Linked DNA regions of Salmo salar: region 2 is linked to region 1. The links are chromatin contacts, called in public Hi-C maps. All regions are on one chromosome and are shown on one strand. Each heading gives the region's core, a stretch centred on a gene start, on an enhancer-like site or on the middle of the called end of the contact. The rest is flanking DNA. Distances are from core to core; before and after follow the strand shown.

Region 1 (2,700 bases), core at 35-2,534:
ATTTGATAGATATGAATACCTACCTCAGTTTTTAAATAGTCCATTAGATTTGTACACATCAGTATAAAAAAATTGTTGTCTGTCTTGTCCGAATCATTCCAATTCCACATCAGTCAAACATGTTTTTTAATTTTTGTTTTTCCAAATAATTTATAATGACTTGAATCAAGGTTGGAGCTATTTATTTTGGACATTTAGGTGGTAACAACAATGACCAACAGTAGAACATTGGTTCCTATAGAGAGGTCTGTCTTAATAGCTGCATCAGGTGGCTTTAAATGTTCATAGCAGAGCCTCGTATCCAGGGATGTGTTGGACGGCTGCCTTTCTCCGAATAACTAAATGACTTGAACCATATTTTTCCATTTTAAAGATCTAACTAGCTTATTGTACAGTGGCGCAACACAATGCTGGCTAAACGGTGGCTGTGCCCCAGCCTCTTCAGCCTTTCATGTGCCTCATATCACTCCCTCTTTCATCAGCGCACCCTGCTGTGCCATTTCAGTGGAGGGGTCCGGTCGCCAAACGGGATTAGCTTCCAACTGGTACTTGTTCTGATTTGATGAAAAGGGGCTTAACTAACCTCCAGCCTCAGAAGCTCCTGTGGGAGTAATGTGCCTCTTCAATTGTTTACCTTGAAATTAATGCCTCGGAAAGGCCTCGCCAAGGAGAGTCAAGTGTACACAATATGCGTTACGCTCACTTCATTTAGAGAACGTTAGGTTATTATTTCTTAGCCTATTGCAAAAGGTAGAGTATAGTACTAACGCAGAGAGGGTGGTGACTAGGTTGAGTCCTATGGGGAGGGGGAGCATGGCTCGCCCCAATGCCGCCACCTGCTCTCTGGCAATGGTGTCCACACTGATGGCCAGATCATTGGGTATCTGTTGTTGAAATGTTGACACTGGTGCTATCGTCTGCTCTGTGTTCCTCATATGCTCTTACTATGTGACGATGGCAGCAATACTGTAGCAGTGGATGATTAACAAGCAGTGTGAATTTTGGGAAATAATGTTCCCAGGTTTCACTGTATGTTGGAGCCCTGTTCCCTGTCACCTGTGCAATAATATCACCATTACCGTAGTTTACAATAATAGAGAAACCAGGAGAATGGCCAAGCAGCTATTAGTTCATATCTGGCTTGGCTAGATGTTCTATGAAGGCTTTGGCATGGTTAGGCTATGGTGCTGCTGCCATATGTTAGTGCCGTGTGTGTGTGTGTGTGTGTGTGTGTGTGTGTGTGTGTGTGTGTGTGTGTGTGTGTGTGTTGTATTCCTTTTCATGATGCTGTGTCTGTGATGTTCCGTAGTGCCAGTCTATGGGTGAGGAGGACTGATGGAGCCCTGGCCCTGTCGTTGACACTGCCCCACTGAGCAGCCTGTCGTCATGCCACGGATCAGCGGCTGGGGACCTTATTTTAGGCAACACCAGGTGCAGGGTGTTTCTGGCTTGTTACATGATCCGGAGCGAATCTGCAGGGGGGGTCCATGTGTGACCCTCAAAGAGGGTTGAATAAATGGGGGACTGGCCCTGTGACTGGGTCAGCCCTGTCTGCTGGAGTTGAGGAAAGGTCAGAGATTGGGTGGAGGTTCCAGGAATAGGGGTGTGAGATGCCTGGGTGTCTGCAGGCCATGTGAGCCCCGCAGCGGGGAGGCCTACCCGACCTGGCCCACACACCGCCCTCACCACCCCCTGTGCTCCGCCATCCCCAACCCCACATAAGCAGAACAATAGCTGGTCAAAGTAGGGCAGTTTTATCCCTCCTTCTCCTCCCCCTCTCAGTCCCTCACGTCTATCTCTAGCCCTGTTTTTCTCTCTGTCTGGCCTCATCTCTTTTCTCTCTCTCTCTCTCTCATAAACACGATGCTTTCTCGATCTGGGATGCCTCAGGGACAGAGCACAGACAGGACCTGTCACCATGACAACGGCTTCTGTGAGCTGCCTGACACCCAGACTCTATTGGCTGAGGGGTGTTGGGGCAGGAGGAGGAGGGAGAAGGAGAAGAGCGGAGGCAGACGACCCTATTTCTCCTCCAGGGACTCTGCGGCCTGCTCATGTTCACATGCAAAATTAGCATAGAGAGAGAGGGAGAGGGAGGGAGGAGGAGGGAGAACAGGAGGCAGCCTGGGCACTGTGTGTTAAAGGGTATGGGGGAACATTTTGAGGGATCTCCCCTGGGTCCTAGTGCCTGTTCTTGGCCAGACTGAACCCCAGAAGCCTGCAGTGTCATTTTAAAAATCATGATATGTTGTAATTTCATGTAGGCATAGTGAATCATACATCAGTTTCACTGAACTATAAAATGGTACTCTTAGTGCCTTGTATGCGCAAACTGTTCTGTGTGTGTGTGTGCACGCTTGTGCGTCCACCGCCGTGTGTGTTTGTTCACTAACTGACCCCCATCGACTGTAAAACAAGTGGTCTCCACAGCATTAGTTGGCCTGTGTGTGTTTCAACAACAATGGCTTGTTAATGAGGAGTGTTCTCTTCTCTTAGCAGAATTTGTACTTCAATACCGATACCAGGTTTAGTATCAAAATACTTGTTACCATCACGATATGCGATACCAAAACGATACGCGATACCAAAACGATACGCGATACCAAACGATACTGCGCACTTGGTTCAGACAGATATACTCAGCTACTGCTGTTCAATTGTTGGCCATCGTTTGAGTTCAATATCATTTTACGTTTGAAA
Region 2 (2,786 bases), core at 29-2,528, 59 kb before region 1:
TTGATTTGATGGCCTACACATGCGCAGTTCGGCGCGAGAAGATCTAGAGACCGATGACATGTTTCTGGCATGAGCTTAGCTAACCAACTCGCCATGACATCACCTACAAGCTTGATCAGGGATTTATTTTGGAAAAGCAATTTCTAGGCATCTTCATACTTTACAATCTTTGCTAGTAGGCTATATTCGAACATTTGGGGGCACAGAAAGAAAGGAAAAGGAATAGCTTCTTCAGAAGATCAATGATCATAGCAATTAATGAATGTCTGATCTCTTGCATGTCATCACACACGTGATGTTCTTAAAGAGGCAGTTTAAATAATGCTTTTACACAATGGAGAAACCTAATATGCCCAACAACAGGCATATTTACATCCTCAGTAAAATATATTACAAATCTGTGACTCAGTTGTGATGCACAATACTTAAACTGATACATTTTGGGGAGACTGACTCATTATTTTGATATGTTTTAATGCTGGCAGTAGCCTTTCACACAATGGTCAGTTTGGCTATTTGTATAATTCAATTAGCTACCGTGAAATGTATTTGTCCAGCCCCTCACCTCCCTAGAACTGCTCAGTAAATTAAGTCAACGTTGGAGTGCAGCGAAAATGGCCTTGAGACTTTGGTCAATCCAGTAGAGCCCTTTTGAATGTATGATCTGAGAAATGTAAACCATCAGCTGACAGTGAAATGTAGTACACAAAGCTCATGTACTCTCCCAGTTAGTGAGCACAATCCATTTGTTTCTCTTTCAGGGACTGGACATTTAAGAAGTCTGTATAGGTCTGAGTGAGTGGCCTCTCAAAATAAAGCTTGCTATGGCCTACCCAGTTTTCTTAGACATGTTCTCTTCTGAATCGTAGTTATTCATTGCGAAACCTAGATATTTATTTGTATTGATTATGATGATACATGTCTTACGTATGTTACCCATAGAAGTCTCCTTTTTTCCCAGTCAGAATTGTAATGCTGAGAGCTCTCTAATGGGTACATTATTCAGTTCAGTCCATTCATTGTAACCTGGTAGAAAAAAGAGACATCTATAAAGTAAATACTTTTTGTATCATGGTCAGACAAAATTGCCATTTTGAACATTTATATTCAAGCAAGTACGAAGGCCTTAAACTGAGGGCTTCAGTTAGTCTGTTTTTCATATCTCAATCTCTTACATGTTTCTGAGGTCAGTAAACAAGAAGAGTGTGCGTTCCCCTTTAAGAAGCCCCTACCATTCCATAGCGGAGGGAGTAAGAATACATTCTCGAACAGCGGTTAAGAGGGGAAAAAAAATCCACCAGCGGTCTGTTTCAAGTCCCCCCAATAGAAACTGTGCCTGATTTGTGGCCAATGTTGGAGATGTAAAAAAAAAAAAAAAAAAGGAGGGGGGAGGAAAAACACTAAAGGGGTAGCTATGGAGATAGAACGTTTTCCTGGCTGCTTTCTTTGACAGGTGTTGAGAGGGGTAAAAGTCTTAAAACAGAATCCAGCATGTACGCCAAAGGTAAAGGAGCTGTCGTCCCTTCCGATAGTCAAGCGAGAGAAAAGTAAGTGAATTATGCACCATTTAAGAGTTTTACATGGTTAAAAGGAAGTTCCAACTTTCTAAACTATAGCTACCATAATTTAAAGGTGTGTACAGTACTCGCTCGCTCTCCTGAGTGTTGTTTACCCCTGCCGTGGTACGTCTCTTTAACTTTTTTTCTTGTTAGTTGCACTTTCTCGTTCTTTTAGATGATATTTATTACAAAATTCTCGCACGTTGTGAACGCAACGCACGGAAGAGTTGTTCGTCTTTTGTAGTTATGTTTCATTTGGGGTTACAAATGTGTCGCTTTCTGGAATTTAAAGATACAATGTAGCGCGCATGCAGCGATTGCATGAAGTTACAGTATTGCTACTGCGAAAAAAGATTTTCTCTTGAGGTTCTGTTTTAAAATATGGAATACGTCTAATGTCTTTCTAGATGGAGTTGCATGGACGCTGACTCTCACATTGTTTGAATGTGTAAAGTTTTGAGACGTGTTACGAGGGACTTTTCAAAATGCAATCGACCCGTACAGAAGGTCTACTAGATATCTTCTAGACGTCTATGCTACATGTTTTCTTGCCATATTCGTGTTTATTAAGGACTTGTACAGGACATCCCACTTGAGCAAATGACGAGGACTTTGTCTTGTCTGTTAAATTAAACTTTACTTATACCAACATCAGCAGACTAAACTCCACTCCATGGTAAAGGAAGTTTATACATACGTAAACTTTTTTTAAGCATGGTATAAGCAATGTATCATCTATGTTGGAGTGTTACTGTAACATTTTTAGACTATATCGAACTGATACATGTTTTAAAAACCTAGGACTAACAATGATCTCAATCCTTTTGATGAAATATTGTCTCATTATGATGCTTTGAATAATAATAACTGCTATATCAGAGTTCAAACGACTCTTTTATCCTCTTTAGGGGTAAGCAGAGAAACTGCCACAACTTTTAAAATGTCAGATGAACGGTTTTGATCATAAATGGAGACTCAGATTTAAACCAGTGCTTTACATGAAGGCTACATCTTATGTACTTTTTTGCTTTTTATGCTACACAAACTATTGTGTAGGGATTCTGATAAGAGTAGCACCGCTTCCTTCATGGAACAGCATGATTCCAAGAAGGTTGTGATATGAGAAACACTTTGTTACATATTTACCCTTCACAGACTGTGTAACCGATGACTGACACAATTATGAACAGAGTTTCTTGTCCCAAGATCACAGTCAATACTGTGAAT

Evidence for each region. A called contact is a pair of places that touch in the nucleus more often than the background predicts.
Region 2: a contact with region 1 is called in a Hi-C map of muscle, with 2.4 times the contacts expected there. The contact joins the promoter of LOC106613785 here to the enhancer-like site in region 1. A contact is called at or near these places in 3 of 3 Hi-C or Micro-C datasets (blood, gill and muscle).

The regions. Positions count from the first base shown.
Region 1 is chrssa10:22,449,300-22,451,999 of Ssal_v3.1, reverse strand. All of the region lies in intron 4 of LOC106613785 (single stranded DNA binding protein 4), which reads left to right. Among protein-coding and RNA genes, the nearest start is that of LOC106613785, 59 kb to the left of the region's middle. Within about 2 kb of position 1,284, at least 7 of the 13 cell types and tissues checked have an H3K27ac peak or open chromatin away from gene starts, as enhancers often do. A contact at or near this core is called in muscle, where this site is marked.
Region 2 is chrssa10:22,508,230-22,511,015 of Ssal_v3.1, reverse strand. LOC106613785 (single stranded DNA binding protein 4) reads left to right here and starts at 1,278. Exons shown (of 18, transcript XM_045687512.1): 1 at 1,278-1,547. The coding sequence starts at 1,492.